Regions from separate parts of the Mus musculus genome. Here regions 2, 3, 4, 5, 6 and 7 are each linked to region 1. Evidence: chromatin contacts called from public HiChIP or PLAC-seq and promoter capture Hi-C data. All regions are on one chromosome and are shown on one strand. Each heading gives the region's core, a stretch centred on a gene start, on an enhancer-like site or on the middle of the called end of the contact. The rest is flanking DNA. Distances are from core to core; before and after follow the strand shown. Region 1 holds the start of Sephs2 (selenophosphate synthetase 2). Region 2 holds the start of Rabep2 (rabaptin, RAB GTPase binding effector protein 2). Region 3 holds the start of Tufm (Tu translation elongation factor, mitochondrial). Region 4 holds the start of Eif3c (eukaryotic translation initiation factor 3, subunit C). Region 5 holds the start of Apobr (apolipoprotein B receptor). Region 6 holds the start of Prss8 (protease, serine 8 (prostasin)). Region 7 holds the start of Kat8 (K(lysine) acetyltransferase 8).

Evidence for each region. Promoter capture Hi-C pulls out the DNA fragments that hold promoters and counts their contacts. HiChIP or PLAC-seq counts read pairs in DNA pulled down with a chosen protein or histone mark. Capture Hi-C pulls out chosen DNA fragments and counts their contacts.
Region 2: a promoter capture Hi-C map of liver shows a contact between it and region 1, with 2.2 times the contacts expected there. The contact joins the promoter of Rabep2 here to the promoter of Sephs2 in region 1. A contact is called at or near these places in 4 of 39 promoter capture datasets (hippocampal neurons, liver, neutrophils and 1 more) and 1 of 115 datasets of contacts at active chromatin or transcription factors (bone marrow-derived macrophages).
Region 3: a promoter capture Hi-C map of liver shows a contact between it and region 1, with 2.8 times the contacts expected there. The contact joins the promoter of Tufm here to the promoter of Sephs2 in region 1. A contact is called at or near these places in 2 of 115 datasets of contacts at active chromatin or transcription factors (kidney and pancreatic cancer cells) and 1 of 9 other capture datasets (liver).
Region 4: a contact with region 1 is called in a promoter capture Hi-C map of liver, with 2.6 times the contacts expected there. The contact joins the promoter of Eif3c here to the promoter of Sephs2 in region 1. A contact is called at or near these places in 2 of 9 other capture datasets (adipose tissue and liver).
Region 5: a promoter capture Hi-C map of liver shows a contact between it and region 1, with 2.4 times the contacts expected there. The contact joins the promoter of Apobr here to the promoter of Sephs2 in region 1. A contact is called at or near these places in 1 of 115 datasets of contacts at active chromatin or transcription factors (embryonic stem cells) and 2 of 9 other capture datasets (liver and pancreatic islet).
Region 6: an H3K27ac HiChIP or PLAC-seq map of embryonic stem cells shows a contact between it and region 1, with 3 times the contacts expected there. The contact joins the promoter of Prss8 here to the promoter of Sephs2 in region 1. A contact is called at or near these places in 2 of 39 promoter capture datasets (embryonic stem cells and second pharyngeal arch cranial neural crest) and 1 of 115 datasets of contacts at active chromatin or transcription factors (embryonic stem cells).
Region 7: a promoter capture Hi-C map of pancreatic islet shows a contact between it and region 1. The contact joins the promoter of Kat8 here to the promoter of Sephs2 in region 1. A contact is called at or near these places in 2 of 39 promoter capture datasets (the C10 cell line and hematopoietic stem and progenitor cells), 1 of 484 Hi-C or Micro-C datasets (B cells), 1 of 115 datasets of contacts at active chromatin or transcription factors (microglia) and 1 of 9 other capture datasets (pancreatic islet).

Annotation. Positions count from the first base shown.
Region 1 is chr7:127,272,477-127,276,004 of GRCm38.p6, forward strand. Sephs2 (selenophosphate synthetase 2) reads right to left here and starts at 1,583. Exons shown (of 1, transcript NM_009266.3): 1 at 1-1,583. The coding sequence starts at 1,443. The coding sequence ends at 85.
Region 2 is chr7:126,426,813-126,430,340 of GRCm38.p6, forward strand. It overlaps Rabep2 (rabaptin, RAB GTPase binding effector protein 2), which reads left to right and starts at 1,955. Exons shown (of 13, transcript NM_030566.2): 1 at 1,955-2,344; 2 at 2,764-2,973. The coding sequence starts at 2,320.
Region 3 is chr7:126,485,604-126,489,131 of GRCm38.p6, forward strand. Tufm (Tu translation elongation factor, mitochondrial) reads left to right here and starts at 1,752. Exons shown (of 10, transcript NM_172745.3): 1 at 1,752-1,887; 2 at 1,985-2,179; 3 at 2,657-2,823; 4 at 3,047-3,151; 5 at 3,234-3,398; 6 at 3,517-3,528. The coding sequence starts at 1,845. Gm46001 (a long non-coding RNA gene) reads right to left here and starts at 911. Exons shown (of 3, transcript XR_001778288.1): 1 at 879-911; 2 at 557-728.
Region 4 is chr7:126,564,628-126,568,155 of GRCm38.p6, forward strand. It overlaps Eif3c (eukaryotic translation initiation factor 3, subunit C), which reads right to left and starts at 1,739. Exons shown (of 21, transcript NM_146200.1): 1 at 1,721-1,739; 2 at 1,452-1,592; 3 at 76-141. The coding sequence starts at 1,552. It overlaps Gm25579 (a small nuclear RNA gene), which reads right to left and starts at 2,522; the gene lies at 2,417-2,522.
Region 5 is chr7:126,583,313-126,586,840 of GRCm38.p6, forward strand. It overlaps Apobr (apolipoprotein B receptor), which reads left to right and starts at 1,696. Exons shown (of 4, transcript NM_138310.1): 1 at 1,696-1,756; 2 at 2,064-3,528. The coding sequence starts at 1,700. Cln3 (ceroid lipofuscinosis, neuronal 3, juvenile (Batten, Spielmeyer-Vogt disease)) reads right to left here and starts at 2,505. Exons shown (of 18, transcript NM_001146311.2): 1 at 1,983-2,505; 2 at 862-968; 3 at 1-135.
Region 6 is chr7:127,928,211-127,931,738 of GRCm38.p6, forward strand. It overlaps Prss8 (protease, serine 8 (prostasin)), which reads right to left and starts at 1,903. Exons shown (of 6, transcript NM_133351.3): 1 at 1,588-1,903; 2 at 1,347-1,364. The coding sequence starts at 1,672.
Region 7 is chr7:127,910,523-127,914,050 of GRCm38.p6, forward strand. It overlaps Kat8 (K(lysine) acetyltransferase 8), which reads left to right and starts at 1,995. Exons shown (of 11, transcript NM_026370.2): 1 at 1,995-2,220. The coding sequence starts at 2,010.

The sequences.
Region 1 (3,528 bases), core at 333-2,832:
TTGGAAAGGTCTTAAAATCAACCCTGGCCAGCAGTCCCTGAGCGGGTAGAATGGCTCCGAGTTCCCAACAACCGCTATTCCATTTCAAGAACTAGGCTCAGAGGCTGCGTTGGAATTATCAGGAGCAGCAGCAGCAGCAGCAGAGGCTCCCCGAGGTAGAACTTCAATAACGCGAGGCTTGTCAATGATCCGGGCTGTCCGGTTTCCCTTCTCCACGATGCCAACGATCCAAGCTTGGTGACCCTCTCCGTACTTGGAAGATTTGATTTCCGAACAAAAGCGGGCCGCCTGCTCTCTTGGCAGACAAATCAGTAATCCCCCAGAGGTTTCAGCTGACGTTCCTTGGAGGAGGCCAAAGCGCCCACTGGCTTTGCTGATCGCAGCCATCTTGGCAATTATTGGCAGATTATGTATGACAAAGGACACTTCATTTTTTTGCTGTTTTGCCAGGTTCTGAGAGTGTCCTAATATGCCAAAGCCTGTGATATCCGTGGCTGCGTGGGCATTAAAAGTGTGCATCAAGCCAGCAGCAGTCCTGTTTAGAGTAGCCATATTGAACATAGCTTCCTGATAGGCTAACTCTACTTCCTCTCTGGAAACCACCATCTTGATTTTATTCCATTTCTCAGGATTATCCAGCCATTGGTGGGCATTGGCAGCAACCTGGGTTCCTAAAGGTTTGGTTAATACCAGCACATCTCCTACCACGGCACTATCAGGCATTATGAATTCATTTTGCTGACACACCACCGTGGCAACGCCACCGATGATAATCCACGGGTTGACCACTGTCTGTCCACCGGTCACTGCAGTGCCTCCCTCCTCCGCAGCGTCACGAAAGCCTTTGATCATGAGCGGTGTCACCTTCTCTCGTTCCTTTTCACTCATGCTCTGGCTCACACTGAGTAACATCAACATGTTGTCACACTCAGTGATACCCATGGCATAGAGGTCACTGAGCACATTGGCACAAGCTATGCGCCCCATCATATAGGGATCTTCCACCAAGGGGTAAAAGAAGTCGGTGGTCTGCACCAGCGACAGGCCTCCGTGCCTCAGGGGGATGACGCAGGAGTCCATGCCAATGCTCAGCGAGGGGAAGGCTGAGCCGGGGCCGGGCCTGGTGGACAGGCCCCCTTCCTGCACCGTCTCTTCCTGGCCCCCGACCAGACCCGAGGTAAGCGGGGGCTGCAGCGCGGGCCGCGTCAGTCCCTCCAGGAGTTTGAGCAGGGTCTCCTGGGGGACCTTGCAGCCTCAGCCCTTCATGCCGGAGAAGCTCGTCAGCCGCCAGCTCGGGCTGAAGCCCAGTGTCTGGGGCTCGAACGGCCGGTAGTTGGAGAAACTCCGGCCGGCAGACCAGCCCGCCGGGCCCAAGGAACCTTCTGCGGCCACTAGCGCCGCCATGGTTTCTCCGCTGGCGCCCGCCGCCGCCGCTTCCGCCATCGCGCCGCTCGCCCGGGAGGCCGTGCGGACCAGAAGGCCCAGATACCTGCAGATGAGTCTCCCAGCCACAGCGGGCCAAGGTTACGCCAGGAGATGATCAACCACGCGAGCCGGACCGGAGGACTCGAGCCACGCTGCCTGTCGGAGCGCCGCGCGGCCTCTATTTATATACAGCGTGATTGACAGCTGCTCTATCCAATGACGATTCCCGTACCGAGAGGCGGGCTTCCTTTACTCAAAAAGGTGTATTACAAATTAACCGTCTGCTTGCACAACCGGTCCCCGCGAGATCATCACGTGAACCCCTTGTAACCGGCCTGGAACGCAGATCAGGATGGACTCGAACTCGAGTCCATCGATCTGTCTCAGCTTTCCAAGTGCTGTTATTACAGGTGGGAGCCACGTTACCCGTGCGTGTCTTGTCCCCTCCGCCCCCCTCCGCCCTGGGAACCTGGTCTTGGAGTTGGCTGGCAGAAGTCTGCTGTTTTTGGAATCATTTTACCAAAGAATAAATTACTTACGGAAGGAAGCTCTGGCACTGGGCTAGCCCCAAGGTCAGAACAGTCCTAGGGTCATTTGACAGGACACAAAGCTAATCTAGGCTAAGAAAATACTTTAAGGGGAGGTTTAGGGGAAGAAAGGGGACATCACAAAGTAAATACTATGATTGCATAAGCAAATTGCACAATTGATGTTGTGAAGTTTCACATGGACTTAAAAATTCTGCACAGGTTTGGGTACTGTTTTGGCCATTATCTGGCAGCAGTGAGTTGCATCTTCAGTGCAAGCTAATTTATTATTTATTTATGGCTACTCTGTGCTAAGATGTCTCTATTTCTTGAAGTTAATATATGTGAGAATTCAGATCCAGGCAGGGGGGTTTGCCAATGTCTACTGAAATTATAAATGCTAAACTCATAGTAGTGGCTTTATGCCTGTAATTCCACCATTTGAGAGACTGAGACTGTTAATTCCAGGCCAGCCTGTACTACATAGTACTACATAGTGAGTTCCAGGCCAGCCTGTTCTACAGCTTGCAACCCTAAACCAAATAAATGAATAGGTTTTTCCACTGTGTGATCCCAGTACTTGGAAAACTGTGGTAAGAAGACAATGATGTCCATTCTAGCCTGGGCTCCACAGTGAGATCTTGTCTCAAAAAGCCTAAAATAGGTGCTGGAGAGGTAGGTAGGTGGTTAAGAGCGCCTGCTGTTCTTGCAAAGGACCTGGGTTCAGTTCCTGGAACTTACATGGTGGCTATCATCCGTAATTCCAGTTTCCAGGGGACCTGATGTCCCTCTTCTGGCTTCTGAGAGCACCAGGAACACACAGTTCCCTGTCAAACATATAGCCAAAACACTCCTACACATACAAAATAAAAGTAAATGAATCTTTGTATTATTGCTGTCTTTGATGGTGCGTGTGGCTTTCCGGGGATGACTGTGTAGCTTGGCTCTCCCCAACCTTTACATGGATTCGTGGAATCTAAGTGAAGTTGTCAAGATTTTCACAACTGGATGGTGTGGCAAATGACTTTAGCCCCAGCACTTGGGAGACAAAGGCAGGAGGATCTCCGTGGAGCCCTCTTCTGGTCTCCTCACACACATGTCATAGAGACAGGGTTTCTCTGTGGAGCCCTGGCTGTCTTGGAACTCACTCTGTAGACCAGGATGGTCTTAAACTCACAGAGGTCTCCCTGCCTCTGCCTCCCAACTGCTGGGATTAAAGGGGTGGGCCACCACTGCCTGGCTTAAAATAAAACATTTATTTAAAAGGAAGAATATGGGGACTGGAAAGATGGCTCAGTGGTTAAGAGCACTGACTGTTCTTCTAGAGGTCCTGAGTTCAATTCCCAGCAACCACATGGTGGCTCACAACCATCTGTAATGGGATCTGACACCCTCTTCTGGTGTGTCTGAAGACAGCTACAGTGGACTCATATAAGTACAATAAACAAATCTTAAAAAAAAAAAAAAAGGAAAAGGAAGAGTATGAGGTGCAGGTGACCCTGTTCAAGGTCACCACCAATTAGAGTGGGACAGAATCACAATCCAATAGTCTGCTCCAGAGACCACTCATTGAGGC
Region 2 (3,528 bases), core at 705-3,204, 850 kb before region 1:
CAGAGAGCTAAGTGAGAAGATAGCTGGTGACAGCTGAGACAGGAGAAGCAGAGCTGAACAGAGAAGATATTGTTGTTGTTTTTGTTTTTTGTTTTGTTTTTTTTCCGAGACAGGGTTTCTCTGTATAGCTCTGGCTGTCCTGGAACTCACTCTGTAGACCAGGCTGGCCTCGAACTCAGAAATCCGCCTGCCTCTGCCTCCCGAGTGCTGGGATTAAAGGCATGCGCCACCATGCCCGGCTGAGAAGATATTGTAAGGAGCCAGGAGAAGAGTGTATGAAGAAACCACTAAAAGTCGCTGAATATACAGAAAAAAAAATAGAATAAAACTTACACCTAGATCTTTGGATGTGATTCCTTGCCAGAGCAGCCAGGTTGCTGGATTAAAATTCCTCTACAAGGCTAGCCTGTAACCAAGAGGAAATCTGCTTTGCTGTGGGTGCTGAAGCTGTAAACGATGTCATCGGGCTCCCACAGCAAATACTTTTACCCACAATGTAGTCCCTCAATGGCATCCCGCAAAAGATGTCAAAGCGGCAGTCAACCCCAGCCACAATAAAATGCCCTCGCAGAAGCTATCAAAAATGCCAGCTCCTGTCAAAATGGTGGCAGGGAGGAGGCCTTCTCAGCCTGCAGCCATCACAGGAGCTGTCCACTCGGATGCATTTCCTTACCCCCGCCCCCACCTCAGCAGGAGCTGTCCACGGTGGTAACGCCTTTCCTGCCTCGGCCTACACTCTTGGTGAATTACTACAGCAGGAGCTCTCCAGCCTCGCCAGCGGCCCTACAGAGGTGGTGCCTCAGTAAAAGCCGGCTGTGGCCAGGAAGGACTTCCTACCTTAACCCATAGCCTAGATGCAGGAAAAAAGGAAGGCGGGGGGGGGGGGGGGGGGAGTCAACAATCCTTAAGCAGGGAAACCCACCAATCTCTGGGCTTCCCGCAAAACCCCACCAATCCCTGAGCTCCCCAAAGTCAGGACTTGAAATCCCACCAATCCTTAATCTGGAACTCTCTGCCCTGAAAAGCTCCACCCCTAAGAAATCCTATCTAAGCTCTGCCCTCTATTTAATTCCGTGCTGTCTGCTCCTGGGAACAGAGGGCAGCCACCCCTGGATTTGTTCTTCACACCCAGGACCCTCCAATAAATCTCTTTCATGAGATTTTTCAAGGCAGGATCATATCAGCATCCAAGCAGACATTATGCAGAAGGAGCTGAGAGTTCAACATTTTGTTCTGAAGACAGAAGACTGGCTCCCAGGCAGCCGGGGGTGGGGGTCGGGAGGGAGTCTTAAAACCCACACCCACAGTGACATACTTTCTCCAAGAAGGCCATACCCACTCCAACAAAACCACACCTCCAAATAGTGCCACTCCCTGGGCCAAGCATTTTCAAACCACCACAGGCTGTCTGGGGATAATCTGTAGTGGGCTCCCTCTAACACTAAAAGCCCACCAGTAGGCACATAGGAGGAGGAGATAAGGGTTATCTTGCTAGTTCAGGCGTGATGGGTACTACGATTGGGTGTTAGTGCTGGAGAAATGAGGAAGGCATCCTGGTATAAGTACACTGGTGTGCATTCCAAGGAGACCACAAAGAATCAAGGACTTCCAGGTTCAAAGTCTTTTATAGAAAACCGGTTTGGAGGCAGGGGGACCCAGGCTCTGTACTTGTTTGAATTGCTGTGACTCTCCAAAGCGAGAGGTCATACATAATGAGAGATTGACCCAGACCCAGGCTGAAAGATTTACAGCCCTGGGAGTGGAGAAAGAGATTTGCAGGAAGCCATATGAAAATGGGATTGGAGACACGTAGATTTCGCACCTCTGCCACTGACTGCGCCAAGCTTCAGAACGCCAACCCAGCCCTGGCCCGCGGGGCGGAGATGCTGGGCGGGCCGGGCACACTTCGCAGTAACGCGAGTCGGGTTACGGCGGAAGGGCGGCCGGGCGGAGGGAAGGAGGAGGCCGCGCGCAGCGTCCTCTAGGACTAAGACCAGGCGTTCCAGGAGGTGGCCTCGAGTGGAGCCTCAGCAGATCCTCAGCACCAGAGAAGACTACCGCAGACCCGAAGCCCTCGGAGCTTCCAGGGAGCGCGGGAGCGCGGGGGCGGTCCCACGAGGCTGCAAGAAAGGCGGGATCCAGGCCGCGCGTCCACTCGAGTGCAGTCGGCGTCTCTTGACCATCCCGCCCTCCCACCCCCCGCGGCCCCTGCAGAGCCGATCCGGAAACAGCCGAGCGGATCCGGAAACAGCCGAGCGGACCCGGAAGCGGGAGTGCCATCACCAGTGAGTGCGGGAATCCGCCGTTTGGGCTGAGACGATGGCAGCTGCGCCAGCAACCCTAGGTGAGAATCGGGGGCACCGGCGGCCAGGAATCGGTGCGGGAGTTGCGCCGCTGCGCACGTGGGGAGCAGGGGGCTGGGGGCGGAGCCGAATGCGACTGCTGGCGGCAGCCGGCCAGCGCGGAGGCTCGGGAAGGGGGCGGGGCACAGCGCCCACCGGGGTGGGCGTGGCCTACACGGTGGGTGTGTCTGTGGGTGGGGCAGGTAAGGGGGCGAGGCGGGGCCACTGGAAGGGATTGGACGGTCGAGCCAAGTTAGTTGGGACTCCGGGAGGGGCAGGACCAGGGGAATGGGATGAGGTCCTTGTAGATGGAGAGTAGGACTGGGTTACTGGACTGCTGGGTGGCCTGAGGTGTTAGGAGATCGGCAAGCCGTGGGAATAAATCTTGGTCACTGTCCCCCCCACTCCCCGCTCCCCACAGCGCTGGATCCCCAGCCCCAAGAGAAGCAAAAGGATGCATCCGAGTCAAGTGAGCTCAGTCGGCTTCGTGCCGAACTGGCCGGTGCCCTGGCAGAAATGGAAACCATGAAGGCTGTAGCTGAGGTGAGCGAGAGCACCAAGGCGGAGGCAGTGGCTGCAGTGCAGAGACAGTGCCAAGAGGAGGTGGCCTCCCTGCAGGCCATCCTGAAAGGTGAGGCACCCGCTCCCAACACAACCCACCCGACAGCCTGTCTGCCTGCGCCCCTCTAGCAGGGAATGCAGGGCGAGGAGGGCTTCAGATGAGCTTCAGGTAGCTCAACAGAGAAAAGACTGTGTCCCAGAACCTGAGTGCCCCTTTCTATTTTGCAGAGAAACACCACAAGTGTTGTCAGCAACTCTTGTCAGTCACAGCTAAGTGTAGCAATCATCTTTACCCATGATACCCATGGGTATCATTTCTTGTTCTTGCTGACATAAGATCAGCCCAGAATACGAGCCAGAAACTTCGCATTTCTCTGAACCACCCTCATTTTCCTCTGGGCCTCGAGGCTCGAAACTCAGCCTGTTGTCTCTGAGCTTAGTCCTATGATTTCCCTTCCTTCCCAGGTATCCCTACAGCACCCTACACAAATACATGCATCTCCTTCCTTCTCCCCCTCTGTCTCATGGCCTCTGTGGATTGGGAGACACCAGCTTTCTTGGTCCCAGGTCCTCTGCCTTTTCCTGTTCTCCTCTGGGCAGAGGTTAGAGTGTCCTCAAGGATGTC
Region 3 (3,528 bases), core at 502-3,001, 790 kb before region 1:
TTACTGATGAATAAACTCACCTCTTCATAGCTCTCTCTGAAGTCTGGCTGGCTAGTTCAACTTAACAGTTCTGGCTCAGACTCCTCATCAAGCTGACTGATTCACTCTGGCTTTTCTCAGTTTCTCCTGAATTGTTCTGCTTGGCCTCAAACTAACACTCTGGCAATCTGTTCTGGACTTCTGGCTCCTTCTCACTCTCTGGCTCCTTCTGTCTTCACTGTGTCTAGCTTGGTCTCTTTCTACAACCTGCTCCCTGTAAAACTGCCTCATTTCTTCTCTCCCCCCCCTTTTTTTTTTTGGTTTTGGTTTTTGGTTTTTTTCGAGGCAGGGTTTCTCTGTGTAGCCCTGGCTGTCCTGGAACTCACTTTGTAGACCAGGGTGGCCTCGAACTCAGAAATCCTCCTGCCTCTGCCTCCCAAGTGCTAGGATTAAAAAGGCCTGTGCCACCACTGCCCAGCCTGGATTCGTTAGATAAAAAAAAAAAAAAAAAAATCACAAAGACTGAGGGGAGTCTAGCACAAGATTCCAGTAACACTCTATTGTCCTTTATCTTTACCTTTTCAGAGTTTCAATCTGTGCTCAGGCCTTAGGACTGGACTTCCTGCTGCAGTGTCTTAAGTGCTGGGGTCACAAGTGTGTACCTGTATCTCCTTCCACTTGATTTTTAGAAGAGATGTGATGTAGCTTGCTTGTGCCTAGACATCTCTCTAGGGATGGAATGAGGGAATCTACAGCATTTGGAAAAGATACTGTCAATTAAGCTGATAGGGTAAATTTCAGAAAGAAAGACAGAGTTAAGAAGCTTCTATTATTTGTGAGAGTTGAAGAAGCTGTGCGAAAAGATGAATGTGACAGTTAAAAGTCATTACTATACTTACACTTATTCATTAGGGGGCTGGAGAGATGGCTCTGTGGTTTAGAGCACTGACTGCTCTCCCAAAGGTCCTGAGTTCAAATCCCAGCAACCACATGGTGGCTCACAACCATCCGTAATGAGATCTGATGTCCTCTTCTGGTGTGTCTGAAGACAGCTACAGTGTACTTACATAGAATAAATAAATCTTAAAAAAAAACAAAAACAAAAACCACTTATTCATTAGGGAACAAACATTTGCTGGGTATACAAAAGATTCAACTAACAGTAAAAAAAAAACTTCCTTTAATCCCAGCACTGAGACAGGAGATTTCTCTAGAGCTGGAAGACCAGCCTGGTCTACATAGGCCAGCCAAGGAGACCCTGTCTCGGAAGGTAGTGGGGAAGAAGGAAGAAAAAGGAAAGAAAACTGCTTGTCAAGCGTCCAAAGGACTATTGGGGGAGGAGGGTTTGACTTCAAAATGTTAGAAAGCACAGGATCCCTGCAAGAGATATGGGGGCAGTTATTTAATGGCCAAGGACTGGAACTCCCGGGACTCCATCCCTGACTCTCGTTAATTTTGCCTCTTACAGGCTGGGAGATCTTCTCTCTGGACCGAACCCAGGCGAAGCTAAAGCCTGTCACAAACTGACCCAAGCCCGCTGCCCTGGAAACCACAACACCCATAAGCCTTCGGGGGCGCTCGTGCATTATGGGGCGCTCCGCATTTTCCTCCTAAAGCGGCCCCCTCAGGCTGAACTGTGGAAATTCCCCATCGTCCCCCGCGAGACACCAGAAACCCCCTCTTCCGCTCCATGCCCGGATATCAGTGGCCGTGGCCATAGAAACTGTCTGCTAGAGGCTCCTAAACTCGCTGTCCGGACCCTCATTTCCGCCGGAAGTGATCTGCAGTCCCAAGTGCCCGTCCTTCCCTGCACGCGCGGGCCCCGGGTGCCTAGTTCCCGGTCCCGGTCACCGAGTACTACCACAATGGCGGCAGCCACTCTATTGCGAGCGACGCCCCGCTTCAGCGGTGAGGGGGCGGGTTGGACGCAGGCAGCCCGGAGTTGCGAGGGGCGCGGAGGGTAGCTGGGTTCGGATCCCTGACTCCCAAGTGCCTTTCCCCGCAGGTCTCTGCGCCAGCCCGACCCCATTTCTGCAAGGTCGGCTGCGGCCGCTGAAGGCTCCCGCATCACCCTTCTTGTGTCGCGGCCTAGCTGTGGAGGCCAAGAAGACTTATGTACGCGACAAGCCCCATGTGAATGTGGGTACCATCGGACATGTGGACCATGGCAAGACCACCCTGACTGCAGCCATCACGAAAAGTGAGTAGGGTTGGGTTGGGTTGGAGGCGTCGGGCAATGTCCTGTCAGCTGGAAGAGTCAGAACTAGAGCGTAGGGTGGGTGTCTTGTAGTCCGCTGAACTTTAGCATGGCTCCAAGAGACACTTGGGACGAAGGCTGGTGGGAAGATGCAGGAGACAGGTTTCCCTGTACAGGAAGAGCTCTGTGAGGCATAAAATGAAAACTGTGAATGGTTTCCATCCAGTGTAGAGTGGTCTGTAAAGAGATGCTGTCAGCGAAGAATTGGAAGCGTCTGTGATGAGCACACACCTTAGGAAATTCTCTCACTGTCTTACAAAGTTATCTTTCCTAGAATTACATTTGAGATTTCCTAGAATTGAGATTTAACAGAGATTTATCCTTCCAGATTGTTTCTGTATGAGGGGTTCAGGCGTGTGCCCCGAGCCTTGTCTGTAGCTCTGACCCTGAGTTGAGAGGTGTGTTCTCTTCCTCCGGTAGTTCTAGCCGAGGGAGGTGGAGCTAAGTTCAAGAAGTACGAGGAGATAGACAATGCCCCAGAGGAGCGAGCTCGGGGCATCACCATCAATGCAGCCCATGTGGAGTATAGCACTGCTGCCCGACACTATGCCCACACAGACTGTCCTGGTCATGCAGATTATGTTAAGGTGAGGGTTGCTGGGGACAGCCAGCACCTGCTTCCGTTCAGTGGAGGTGTGAGGGGGGGAGGTTATAAAATAGTGGCGGTGTTTGAATATAAGAACAAGGATTTGTGGCTGTGGGTGGTGAAGACATGGCAGAGAGATGGAGATCTTCACAGCTACTTCTCATTAGAGGATGCATGTTGAAGAGGTCCCTGAACTAAGCTGACCTTCTTCCTCTTCCACCCAGAATATGATCACAGGCACTGCCCCCCTGGATGGCTGTATCCTGGTGGTGGCAGCTAATGATGGCCCCATGCCCCAGACCCGAGAGCACTTACTGCTAGCTAAACAGGTACTGGGGTCTGAGTGGGATGGACATCCGTGAGACGTCAGATGGCTCAGGAGAGTTGCTCAGTCTCTTGTCTTGCCTGCAGATTGGGGTAGAACATGTTGTGGTGTACGTGAACAAGGCAGACGCTGTCCAGGACTCAGAGATGGTGGAGTTAGTCGAGCTGGAGATCCGGGAGCTGCTCACCGAGTTTGGCTATAAAGGAGAGGAAACTCCAGTCATCGTAGGCTCGGCTCTCTGTGCCCTTGAGGTGAGCACAGCACAGGCTCCTGTTGGTAGAGGACGGGGTAGAGCTTTGCTCTGTACCTGGAAACTTAGCATCCTGTGATAGGAACAGAAGTTTCAAGGTCTTGTCATGTCTCCAACAGCAACGTGACCCT
Region 4 (3,528 bases), core at 489-2,988, 710 kb before region 1:
GATTGGCTGTGTCTGTCTATCATGGAGAAAACAATACCATCACTCCCCCTAACCCCTAACCTACGACAGCCTCACCTCTTGTCCTTGGCGCTTCGGACAACTCTCTTTGTATCCTCCTCATCCTCGCTCAGTAACAAAGGCCTGTATGAAAGGAACAGAGACCATTACCCTTCAGTCTTAGCTAGTGTTATTTCTCTTATCAGATGAGAACCGAGGCATGCATACCATCTTCTTCTCTGATCCTTGTTCTTCATACTCATCTTAAGCAGCTGCAACTCTAAATGAGGTCTCTTGTAAACCCTGACAGTATCTACAAGAATGTCCCCAAGAACAAGTAACAGAAGGCTTATAGACTGTATGAGACAACTGTCTAACAGCACATATGGCTACAAGTACCTAAGAAAGCAGCAGACAAAAGGCCCCCTAACTCTAACAAATGGGAAAAGCTCCAAGGAGCTGGTACCTAGCCAGATTCTAAAAAGAAACATTTCCCAAAATAGGAGAGGCCACTAGTTTTGGTGAATTCTAACACTCTCTTTGATTGTATTTTTTTCAATAATGGGTGAAAGCATTCAGTTAGCAACAGTGTCTCTATTATTTTCTTTCCATGGTATTAACTTTTCCTGACAATTTTTTTTTAATATGGGACAAGTGATAGTTTTTCCACTTTGGACAGTGTTATGCTATCGCAGTCACATGGATATGTCTGGATATTCATCTACAATTCTCTACAAGTCTCTGTGGAGCGCCGGGCGTGGTGGCGCACGCCTTTAATCCCAGCACTCGGGAGGCAGAGGCAGGCGGATTTCTGAGTTCGAGGCCAGCCTGGTCTACAAAGTGAGTGCCAGGACAGCCAGGGCTACACAGAGAAACCCTGTCTTGAAAAACCAAAAAAAAAAAAAAAAAAAAAAAGTCTCTGTGGAGGTAAGTATGTCTTAAAACCCTTCAGGTACACAGCAAAAACAATGTTGTTTTGAGAACTGTTTCAAAGTTCAAAAAGTTTTAATTTACAGAGATCGAGAAAAAGACAGTAAATAAAGATGAACACAGCAGTGTTTAGCATTTGGCACGCAGAGCCAAACGACCGGATTTCAGGGCCAAACTAACCAAGCACTGAGGGTTTCCCTCCATGAGTACAAATCATAACGACTAAGCTTAGTGGGAAGATTTACGATACGGGGAGTTTCCGAAAGCCACAGTCAAGGGGCGGGAAGGGATGCGAGAGATGGAATGTGGGCAGGAGTTACGAGGCTGCAGACTTGGAGGCCTTAAGAGCTGATGCAATACTAAGCAACGGAAAACCTCTCCTCCTCCTCGGTACCGAGGACGCCGAGGGCTCCCCCAGCTCGCTGCGAGAGCTCCTTTCTCAGACGCGCCCAGCCCATGGCTCCGCTCGCCCACCCGAGCCCCCGCAGCCCGCCAAACCCGTCCCCTCCGCGCCCCCAGCTCACTGTTTGCCGTAGTTCCCGGAGACCGGTTTGGTGACGAGCTCCTCCCCGGACAGGGACGACTCCGACTCACTGTCCGAGCCGGTGGTGAAGAATCGCGACATGGCGACGGCGCTGAAGGGCTGAGGCGCTCGCGGCCGGAACCTGAGGAAACCCGCGGCGTCAGGGTTTGGGGGCAACCGCGGCTACCATCTCCCGACCCGGACCCCCGTTCCCGCCTGCACGGCCTCCCCCTTGCCCTCCACGGAGCACGAGGCCCAAGAGACACGAACCAGCTAAGCTGCCGAGTCCCTCTGAGCAGGTGAGACAGGCACGACGCCGGAAGAGGAAAAGGTTGGGGGGGCGTCACTTCCCGGAAGCACCAAAGAATGCGCTAAATAACTACAATTCCCAGTGGCCTTTGCGCTATACACGGCCTGGGACGAATTAGTAGCCGAGGTTCTAAATCTTATCTAAACTAAGACTGACTGGCTGCTCACTAGGACCGCCCGGACTAGGCTGCAAGACTGACAATATAGAATTTAGTAACCGCCCCATGGTGCACGTCTGTAATTCCCTACACTAGAAAGGGTGAAGCAGGAGGATCATGGGTTCAAGGCCAGACTGGGCCAAAAAAAAAGAAAAAAAAAAAAAAAAAAAAAAAAAGCTAAGCTCTGAAGCCTGCGGAGGTGGCTCAACACCTTTAATCCCAGCGCTCAGGAGGCAGAAACAAGTGGATCTCTGAGTTCGAGGCCAGCCTGGTCTCCAGAGCGAGTTCCAGGACAGCCAAGAGAAACTATGTCTCGAAAAAAAAAACAAAAAACAAAAAAAAAAAACAAAAAAACAAAAAGTATTCTGGCCGCCCATCTTAACTTCAGAGTAAGAATCTAAGGGCTGGTGTCAGCTTGATGCCGATGTCCTGCGAGGTTTTGGAGGAGTGTCGTTGTTGTCATTTTGTTTTGTTTTGTTTTGTTTTAGAAAAGGATTTTAAAAATACGGAACGCTTTACAAATTTGTGTGACATCTTTGTGCAGGGGCCATACTAATCTTACCTTATCTTTCCAATTTTAATATATATGCTTCAGAAGAGAGCATGGTTTCTCAGGTTTAAGCAAACTTCATAGATCTTGAGTGTTGGAATCCTGTCTTTACCGTTTTCTTAGGCAAACTTTCTAACTTCTAATCTCTCTCTGCTCTTCTCCCTGTGCTACAAACAAAGGGGAATAATAGCACTTGTTCATTTGATATTAGGAAAATAAAATGAGAACATATGATGTGTGTGGGACAGTACCTTGTGCAGAATGAGCATATACTAGCTAGCCACTGGACCCACGAGGTGTTTCAGATGAAAAAGCACTTGTCACCAAGCGTAAGAACTTGAGTTAGTTCCCTATGGCCACAGAATAGAAAAAACAACTCCTGATAGTTGTCTTCTGACCACCTCCCCTGACTACCACCCTACCACCTCCCACCTCCCCCAATTCCTAGTGGCCTTTGCAACATACAAGGCCTAGATTTTTGTAGTACTGGGTATGGAACCCAGGGTCTAGATCCATACTAGGCAAGCATTTCACCAACTGATGTCTGGGGTGCCCAAAAATAAACAGTGAAGTATAATTCTAGCAAAATGGCACTGTTGGGTGGGTTTTATATAAAGACGGCCTTGAGGTCAGAGGCCTGAGGCTTCACCTTAGCCTGCTAGCCTGCTGGCAGTGTATGCATGTCTGTGTGCCTACCTCAGCGTGGCCCCAGTGCCAGTCTCTTGTGTATGCATGTTGCCTGCCAGAGTTCAGCTTCCAGGATTAGGTCCGTTTTTGTTGCTATGAAGAAACCATGCAAAAGCAAAGCAACGTATAGAAGAAAGACCTCACTGGGGATTACAGTTTCAGAGGATGAGTCCATGATCAACCGGGCAGGGACATGACAGCAGCCATGGCGCCAGAGCAGAAGCTGAGAGATGACACAGAAAGAGGCAGAGGGGGAGAGACACACAGAGAGAACTGGGAAGAGTGTGGGATCCAGACATACACCTCCTCCAAGGCCACACCTATTTTTTTCTGTTTTCTTTTTTTCCAAGACAGGGTTTCTCTTTATAACCTCA
Region 5 (3,528 bases), core at 446-2,945, 690 kb before region 1:
AGCTGAACTCTCCGCAAGGTAGACGAGCAGGTTGGGGGTCACGTGACAGTACCCGTGAGCCTTCCATCACGTGCTTGAGGGTTGCTTCTTACTTCCGGGTCCTTTTTTCTCTTTTTCGCCTTTGGACTTCTCAAACTTCGGAGAATAAAAGAAGGAGAGTTCGAGAGAACGCTGGAAGCACTGATTTTGAATTGGAGTCGAAGGGAGCCACAAGTAGAGCCATGAAAAGCGGCGCTCTAGACGCCGACCAAATCTGCCAGTACTAGTCATGGCGCGGAAGGCTTCAGCTTCTTTCCTGCAGCTCTTACTTGCCTGAAACAATTATGGCTACTTTGCTGCGGATGTCCCACTACCCCACCCAACGTCCCAAGGACAAGTTCTGCTTGAGCGCAAAGGCGACCAGCCTCAAGTGTTATCTGTTGTCCTTACAGACCTATTGTAAAGACCTATAATAAGCATCTGGGAAGTAGCTGAGAGTAGATCGATTAAAAATAAACACCCACAAAACAGCATTCTATGAATTATCTGTGGCAATATTCACGATGTTACGGTTAAATCCCCTTTGCCTTACTATCCTAGAACAACAAATACCACGAAAGTTGTCCAACCCCTGGTTTTACAAGAGAAAACCAAGGTCCCTCCGCCCCACTGTGCAACAGAGGCTAGACTTTTAGCTGACTTCAGAGACTCAGCAGTAAGAAATAGAGCAAAGGTGCTAAGTTCACTGAGAAAGCTGCTATGGGTGTTTTTCCTGGTCTGTGATGTCAGCCGTTTGTCCTAATTGGAAGTTAGGAGAATGAGGCTGAGAGGATAGTTGGAATGTGTCACCTCACAGTTCCAAATAAGGAGTCCTTCCCTTACCTTCCACTCGATGGCAGGGCAGCATCTTGACCATTCTTCATCAAGCCTATTCCTCTGCTATGGATTCCAGCAGCCTCTGCCCACTTCTCCCGGGTCTTTTCAACCACCTGTCATTAAGATTTGCCGTTTGAAATATGCCCTCCTGTGGTGTTCTTCCTAGATCACTCAAACAGTGAGAAAAAGGATCCTCCTACCCAAACGAGTCTCTAGAAATTCTGCAGCCTCTGTCCTTAAGGAACTCACAGTAAGCTGTGAGGACACATGACCACAGTACAAGAATAACCATAGGTGAGGGTGTGGGCATTGAGCACCAATCCAGACCTTTCATCCCCAGAAAAATCTTAATGGCGTTGAAAATGGGAACCCAGAACTTCCAGTGGCCTTATCCTCACTTCTACAGCTTCTCCCCCAAATAAATCAGGAACCACAAACCCTAGCTTCCTCTCACTGAAGGCTGTGGCTTGGAGGAGGCGGAAATGGCTGAGGTGCGAATACAAGACCTGAGTCACTCAGGCTGCACTTGCCGAATGCCCCCTCCCCCATACCCAATTCTGAGGTCTCCTGTTTCCACTTTTTTTTTCCCTTTCCCCTTTCTGGCCCGATCCTCTGCCCTTTAGTTCCAGATGTGCACCCGAGTCTGAGTCACCTGGACACTGTTAAGCCATCCCCCTGCCTGTCATGAAGTCATCCATGAGCAGGGGGGAGGTGCACAGGGCCTGGGGTGGAGATTTGTCAGGGAGAGTCAGGGGAAGAGGAAGTGTCTTGGGTGCTGGGGAGGACTTCGTGGGTGGGGACGGATGGTCATTGTGAGCTTTCTGGACACACAGAGACCTGCAGGATGGATTTTCTCCGGCTTCGTCTCCCTGGGCTACATCAGGCTTTGAGGGGAGCACTGGTGAGAGGGGCAGAGAGATACCCGAAACTTCCACCATTCCTCGTAGTCTCACCTTTCCTCTCCCTTACAGCCTCTCCTGAAGCCTGAGCTCCCTTTCCTACAGTCAGCCAGACTCCTAGCCCAGTCCTTCCTGGGTTTCAATCTCCTGCCTCTACAAGTGTACCCACTTATTCAAGCTAGGCCTTGTCGGGGTCCCTTAGCAGACGTCCAGATCCCTGATTCTTACCTGGGCTTTGTTAACAGTGTACTCCTGGGGAAGTGGTTAGACCTCCCCTGAGTGCCTTCACTCTTCTTTCTTCTCTTCTAGGACTCCTTCAGTGCGTTTGTGTCCTACCTCGTAGGAGACACAGTCCCCACAGTAGAGAGGCAGACACAGGCAGCTGAGGAACTGGGAGAGGTGACTGAGGGGAAGGTTGTAGGAGAGGAAGCCCAGGAGGTACTGGAGGGACTTAGAAGTGGCCAGAGTGAGGGGGTAGAAGCACCCGAAGAGACTAGAAGATGCCAAGAAGGAAGTTTAGCTGGTGAACAGACCTGGGGGTGGAGAGCAGATAGCTCTGCAAGGCCCCAAGCAGAAAGGCAGGACACTGGGTCCTGGAAGGCAGCTGAGGATGCCAGGGGCCAGGAGCCAAGTGTCCCACTGAAGCCTGAGGCAGAGCCTGGGACTCACAGAGACAGGAGCAGTAATACAGCCCAGGAGATCTGGGAGCACGGTGAAGAGGAAGCAAGCAGTGGGGAGCCTCTGAGAACCTGTGAACAGAAGGAAGAAGAGGAGGAGGTGGTCAGAGCAGCAGAGTCAGGGATGGCCGAGGGGGTGGAGTCACAGCCAACCTGGCACAGCGAGCCTGGGGGGAATGCTGGCACTGAGGGGCAGCATGTGACAGAGGACAGCAAAGAGATAGACTGGGTGGCCAAAGACATGGTTGCAGAAATCGAATGGTTTGGTGCCAAAGGGATTGACAAGGAAGAGGAGAGGATGGTCCCAATGAGGGATGGTGAAAGGGCAAGGGCACAGGGGACACAATGCCCCGGGGCCGAGTCTGAGGACCAGGCCATGTTGAGTAGAGAGGCCTGGACAGTCTCAGACAGGGAGGGGGCTGATAGCCTAGGAGTTCAGGGAACAGAATACGGGTCAGACCCAGGAGACAACTTCCCAGGAACTACTGGGAGAGTCTGGGTCCTAGAAGAGGCTGACAAGGGAGACCAGCAGGATGAGGTCGACGAGAAGAGAGAGGCTGAAGTTAGGTTTCCGATCCAGACCCTGGAGGCTGAGAGAACTGGAGAGATGACTGAAGGCCACATAGCTGAAGAGGAGGCTATGGGAGAACAGGAAACAGAGGGCAGCTTTGAGGATGAGGAGAGGCAAGACTTAGCCATCAGGGATAATGGAGTGAGTCTAGAAGAAGAGGTACGGGCAGAAGAATCCTCCAGGGAGAAAAGGAACTCCTGGGCCACAGAGCCTACGCTAGTCCTAGACACGGAGGCTAAAGATGAACCTGACTGGGAAGACTCTCCAGAAGTCAGCACTGAGGAGTTGTTTGTGGGAGAGAGGAGTGAAGCCGCCCAGATGACACCAGAGGTATTGAGAGTAAAGGTCACTGAAGGACAGGACCCTGAGCTGGTGAGACATTCCCAGGCTTTAACTAAACAACTTGAGGAAGGACAGAAGGGTCAGGAAGAGACTAGTGGAGCTCCAGACCTGAGCCCAGAGCGGGTGCTAAGCTTGAAGGAATATCCTGGGCCTGTGGGGTTTGCAGGCCCTGAGCTAGAAGCCT
Region 6 (3,528 bases), core at 653-3,152, 660 kb after region 1:
AGTACACAAACCACGAGTCTGGCCACGTCAGCCTTGCAGAACTCTTCCATGGCTCCATATTGACCTTAAGATACATCCCAAGGACAGGAGAGCTAAGGCCTCTTGCAACCTCTCCACATGACAGCTTACAACTGCCCCTAACTCTAATGGGTGGAGATCTGATACCTTCTTCTGACTTCCAGAGGCATCAGGCATTCATGTGACACACAGGGCAAAACACTTAATTTTTTTTCCCCAGACAGGGTTTCTCTGTGTAGCCCTGGCTGTCCTGGAACTCACTTTGTAGGCCAAGTGGCCTCAAACTCAGAAATCCGCCTGCCTCTGCCTCCCGAGTGCTGGGATTAAAGGCATGCGCCACCACTGCCCGGCACTTAATTTTAAAGAATTAAAAAAAAATAAATTGCAGGTACATATGCCACTATCCTCTGACTATCACACAGCCCCGCTTCCTGTCACAGCCACTGGGCCACTCACTCCTTACCACTGGACCTTTAAGACCAGTCACTCTATTCTGAATGCCTTTCCAGCCTTTCTCCACTAGGCTAGAGAGCCATCCGGGCACAGCCCCTCCATGGCATGTTTGGATCAGCCGGCTAGGTCACAGGTGTCGCTCTCAGCTTCCAGGGCCCTCTCCACAGAGTCCAGGCTGGCTGACACCTGTTCTCATGCCTATGACTGTTCCAACTGCACCAACCTGAGCGTTACCTAGAGACACACCTGTTTCCACCCTCTCCCCATCTGCTGAGCACAGGAGAACTAGGGGTGTGATTGAACATTGCAAGGAAATTGGATTCCTCAGGTTGGGGACCTGAGCCGCTCCCCCCACCCCCCAAGCTAGCAGTAGGCAGAGAAAACACCTAGCTAGATTCTTCCTTCATTCCCTCACAATCCTGACAATGGCTACTACTCAGACTGCAGCTGAGGCGCATCTAGGCTCCAAGGGGCTTTCACTTCCCAATCTCCCGGTCTTCCTCACAGCCCTAGAAGAACAGAACTGAACAGCTTTTCAAGGCAAAGAAACTGGAGCTTTGAAAGATAAGGAGACAAGGCTACTAGATAGTTATGCTCAGACCGGAAACCAGTCTACACTGGAGCTGATCTTCTCAGAGCCACCTCCCCTACCCACACTGAGAGTCAGGCTTCGATTATGCCCGCGGACAGCTCACTGCATCTCTTTACCTCAGTTTCCTCATAAAACAAGAGCCAAGATTCCATACACTCAGAGCTGTTGGGACACTTAGTGTGGCTAAGTGCAAGCCCAGCTAGGCGACAAGTGTTCCTACAACCCGCCAGGGGACACCGAGCCGCTGTGCCCTCACTCCCCCAACTCCCGCAGAAAGCCTCACCTTCAGTCCCGTCAGCTCCTGGAGGGAAAGAAAGAGAGAGGAGTTGGCAGGGAGGCCTGAGTCCCCAGAGCCCTTCACGCCAACCGCTTCCCCATAGGGTGATTCCTTGTTTGGGGGACTAACAAGAGAAGAGGGGAAGACGGTAGGAACACGGAGATTCGCGAATTCAGTCTACACGGGGACCAGCCTGCTCTCACCGGGGCTCCTTCTCCAACCCTCCCTCCCGCGGATCCATACTTACGGATTCCCGACTGGAGCAATCCGAGAAGGAGCAGAATGGTCACAGCTTCCAGCTGCCCAAGTCCCAGGCCCACCCTTAGGGCCATGGCCTAGGACAAGGGCCCCCCGAAGGAGCCCCTAGGTAGAAAGGGAAGAACCAGAAGGCTGGTTTTGAAGGCAGGATCTAGGTGTGGGATCAGAGTGAGGAATCCCAGGATCTAGGCTGGGAAGGTGAAGCAGGCTTCTCGGCAGAAAATGGCCAGGGGGAAGACGGGACACACCTTTAGTCTCTCTGCAGTGACCAGCGTGGACCTGTTCTGCCTTACAATTTGGTCAACAGAGACCTCTCCAGGCACTTCAGGAGCCAACCACCTGTGGGCTCCTCCCTCAGCCACGCCCTCCTCCTCCTCCTCGGAAAGCAGGCTTTTTTTTTTCCTGCTTCTGGCCTCTGTGGTCCTTTCCTGGATCCTTTCGCAGTGGGTGCTTTTGATACAGGAAAACTGATCCTGGACAGTCAGAAAGCAGTCCCAGGCAGGACTGGGAACCCTAAGGGCCAGCCAAGTACCCCAGGTCTTATTGGTCACTCAGTTATCACCCCCCCTCCCCCCACTCCTAGTCCCCTCTTCCCCGACAACCTGGCCTGGTCTAGACCTTATTAAGGTAGGGCCACAGCCGCTGCTCAGCCCTTCCCATCCCTCCTCAGGCCAGGTATCTAAAACTAGCATGGGGGAATGCCCCAGGCCAAAGCCATTCGTGGCAGGCCCTCTGTAGAAACACCTTCCTGCAGGTGTTGAGCACGGCTGGCTATTGACAATCATCCGGTAAGTATTTGCTAAGTACCTATCTGTGCACCCGGCACAAGTGGCAGACTGTACCATCTATGACCTCCTTAAGATGATGATGAAGTGGGGATGTCAGACTCGAATCAAGTAACAAAAGGCAATTATTGATTAATCATTTCAAATTAGGAGCTGTGATATAGACCCAATTAGTGGGACTCTCAACTGCACAGTAGCTGCAGGGCTCGTGGAAGAACAACGCTGGGAACCAAATCCTCAGAGGGCATGGAAAGATGCCAACCAAACAACACTGGCAAAGTTAGGCCAGGTGTGGTGGCACGTGTCTTTAAAGCCAGTTGTGCTTTGTCCCACGGAGGCACAGGCAGGCAGATGTCTGTGAGTTTGAGGCTAGACTGGTCTACATAGCAAATTCTAGGATAGCCAAGGCTACATAGAGAAAAATCTCTAAAAAAAAAAAAAAAAAAAGCCGGATGTGGTGGCACACTCCTTTAATCCCAGCAGCACTCAGGAGGCAGAGGCAGGGGGATTTCTGAGTTCGAGGCCAGCCTGGTCTACAAAGTGAGTTCCAGGACAGCCAGGGCTATACCGAGAAACCCTGTCTTGGAAAAAAAAAAGAATAAATAAATAAATAAATAAAGACAAAGCCGGGGTGTTGTGAAGTAGGTAGGGTAGGAGTTCAGGGAAAGGCCTAGGGAAGGCTCGGTGGTAAAGCAATTCCCACGTGCAGGCCCATAAAAACCCAGGTTCCGATCCCTGGCTTTCTGTAAAGTGTGAGTGTGGCGGTTCACAGCTGCAACCCCAGGACAGTCCTGGGTGGGAGTCAGCAGACCCTGGGGCTTTGCTGCCCAGCCAGTCTAGGCGAACCAGCAAGGTCCAGGTTCATGAAACCCTGCCTCAAGACAGGCTGGAGAGCAGCAGCCTCAGAGTTTGCTTGTGCTGGTGCATGCATGTGTGTGTACACATGAGTAACAGGGCACAGGAGTTCACAGAAAGGCAGCCCGTGTGCCGGCCGTCTGTGGGTATGGATATGGGTTAGGTTTAAGCTGAGGAAAAACTGACCCTTACTTCCTCTGCTGTCTGCAGCTGGATTCCAGCCCAGCCCTGGGTCGGAGAATTCCTGGAGGGGGTGAATCAGAGGGAGGGAGGGGCAAGACTCTGGGAGT
Region 7 (3,528 bases), core at 745-3,244, 640 kb after region 1:
TGACCTCAAGCTGCCCCTCTCAAGAACTGTTACGAAAGCCGGGCATGGTGGCACACACCTTTAATCCCAGCACTCGGAAGGCAGAGGCAGGCAGATTTCTGAGTTCGAGGCCAGCCTGGTCTACAGAGTGAGTTCCAGGACAGCCAGGGTTATACAGAGGAGCCCTGTCTCGAAAAACCAAAAAAAAAAAAAAAAAAAAAAAAGAAACCTTATGAAAACTGATCACCAAATTATGAATCAAAGAACTTTCAGAGAATGTCTAAATGAGATGTTTATCCAGCCCTACTCTGACTCAACACACTGTTGTGTGCTACTGTAAAAGTTACCAGTGCATGCTGGGTACGTAAAACCATGTGGCAGGAGCCAGTCAGTCTCAACAATAGAGCGTGAGAAAAGGAGCTTTATTCCAGTAAGCCAGCTAAGGAGGAACTGGCTGGCATTATCATCCCTAAAAAACAAAGGTCTTACAGTGCTGCTTCTTTTCATCGACTAGTTCGCCCACAACGCAGTTCCTAAAGTAGTATGCACTGGGCAAGCTATTAAAGGTGTCCGGTGCCCCAATACAGTAATTAAGGAAAACACGTGTGTGTGTGTGTGTGTGTGTGTGTGTGTGTGTGTAGAAAGGTGAAGTTAAACAGCAAATTAGACATGTGTTACTCCAATTCATCTACCAATAAGTTTACCTTGAATGCTGCTATATAGCTTATATAAAGCTATGACTTAACCATATGTATATATGGTTTAACCTTTACTGAGTCTCAGAGAATTGGTATTCTGTACTTGGAGGAGTGTCACTACAGATTCTCCAGGCACTGTCTCCCTGCTCAAACCCTTCTTGGCTGGAGATGTTCAGTGGTAGTGTTTGCCTAACATTAATGAAGCTTCGGGTACAATCTCTAGCAGTGCATGAACCTGGTGTGGTGCCATCCTAACCTCAACATTTGAAAGGTGGAGGTTAGACAACCACTCAAGGTTCTCCCTGGCCACGCTCGAGGTTTTTTGTTTTTGTTTTTCAAAGATTTATTTATTTATTATATGTAAATACATGTACACTGTAGCTGTTTTTAGACACTCCAGAAGAGGGTGTCACATCTTGTTATGGATGGTTGTGAGCCACCATGGGGTCTTAACTCGGGACCTTCATAAGAGCAGTCAGTGCTCTTAACTGCTGAGCCATCTCTCCAGCCCCGCTACATGAAATTCTTAAGAGAAAAGAAGTTGCCGGGCAGTGGTGGTGCAGGCCTTTAATTCCAGCACATGGGAGGCAGGGGCAGGCAGATTTCTGGTCTACAGAGTGAGTTCCAGGACAACCAAGGCTACACAGCGAAACCCGGTCTTGAAAAAAAAAGAGAGAGAAAGAGTGAGTAAGTTTATTTTGAAGGTAGTTTATTTGGCACACCTGTTCTTTTCCTGTCTCAACTGGTTTTTGCTCCCACCCTGAGCGAGAGACGCAAATATAGAGTGGGTAGCATATAAAAAGCCCTGGGTTTTGGCCCCAAGCATCCCATAAAACTTAATTCAGTGATAGAGTACAACTGTAATCCCCAGGATACTGCTGCACGTTCAATGAATTTCAGGCTAGCCTCTGAGAACCTTTCTCAAGAAATAGGAATGCTCGCCTTTAATCCCAGCATTCGGGAACCCAAGGCAGGAGGAGCTAGGTCAGCAAGTGTGTAGGCAGCCCGGGCTATGTCACAACAAACAACTCCACAAAAATAGCTAAGTCCGGGTGTGGCGGTGCACGTCTTTAAATACCAGGACTCAAAAGGCAGAAGCAGGTGGATCTCGAGGCCAGTATGGTCTACATAGCGAGTTCCAGGTCAGTTAGGACTGTAATTAGACCCTGTCTCAAGTTGGGCCAATTTTTAGCAACAACAGCCACACGCAGTACGCACAAAACAAAACCTTGCCACGTCACAACCTCCCCACCTCCAACACGCAAGACTATGCCCGCCCCCACTGATCCGGAAATAAAAGCGGCTCTCTGGCCGGTCACTTCCGGCACAGCAATGGCGGCACAGGGAGCTACAGCTGCAGTTGCTGCAACAACTTCAGGAACTGTAGGGGAGGGAGAGCCCGGCCCGGGGGAAAATGCAGCAGTCGAGGGGCCTGCCCGGTCCCCGGGCCGGGTCTCTCCGCCGACTCCGGCGCGTGGCGAACCAGAAGTCACCGTGGAGATCGGAGAAACGTACCTGTGCCGGCGGCCGGATAGCACCTGGCGTGAGGGCGGGGCCCAGGGCCTAGGGGCGGGATTTAGGGAATGGGCATGGCCTAGGAATGGGCGCTCTGTGGGGCTGGGAGTCTTGGGGCCAGGGTGGTGACTCAGGTAAGAAGGCGGGATTTCGGGAGCTGAGAAGCCCACTTTGTAATTGGAGGTTGGAGTCAGGCCATGCTTGTTTTCACCTGTAAAGCCACCAGTCAGCTGAATACAGAGTTGGCCTGTGAACATTCACTCTGGTTCGATTTCAGGCTTCATTTTTTTTTTTTTTTGCTATATCTGTTCCTTCATTGGTGTTTTGTTGTCTGTCTTTACATTTCTCTTGCCCCCTCATCGCCAGCAAAGAGGACAGCCCAGTTCCTAAAAACACGTTTCCTTATCTTCCTTATCTTTTCTTCCTTTTCTTTCCCTCTTCAAAATAAACCTCAAGCTGCTGGCTTCAAAATAAACTCCGAGCTGAGATGGCTCAGGACATAAAGGTATTTGTCACCAAGTCTGGTGATTTGAGTTCTGTCCCCAGGACCCACATGGTAGAAGGAGACAATGATTCTTACTGTTTGCCCTCAGAATCCATATAAGAGTATCCCCCACCCCCTAATACGATAAATACATCTAATTTAAACGAATAAATGTCGGTCATGGTGGCATACACCTTTAATCCCAGCCCTGGGAAGGCTGTGAGTTTGAGGCCAGCCTGGTCTGCATAGCAAGTTCCAGAAGAGCCAGGACTACATAGAGAGACCTTGTCTCAAAACATAATTAAACTCCTTAGACTGGGTTTGTTTGTTTTTTGTTTTGTTTTTTGTTTTTTCGAGACAGGGTTTCTCTGTGTAGCCCTGGCTGTCCTGGAACTCACTCTGTAGACCAGGCTGGCCTCGAACTCAGAAGAAATCCGCCTGCCTCTGCCTCCCAAGTGCTGGGATTAAAGGTGTCTGAGACCTTTCCAGTTTCTAGGCACTTCTAGTAAGGGCTATTGCCAGACCAATCTTGCTCTGCCCGCCAAAACTATGTGTTTATGTGCCTTTTATCACCTGCTCTTGCTATAAGTAATCTCATGTCTTCCTGGCTAGCTCTTACTCATCTCTTAATTTTTGTTTTTTAAAAAGTTATTTATTTATTTTTTATTATTATTTTTAAAATTTATTTATTTATTACATGTAAGTACACTGTAGCTGTCCTCAGACTCTCCAGAAGAGGGAGTCAGATCTCATTCTGGGTGGTTGTGAGCCACCATGTGGTTGCTGGGATTTGAACTTCAGACCTTCGGAAAAGCAGTCGGGTGTCTTACCCACTGAGCCATCTCACCAGCC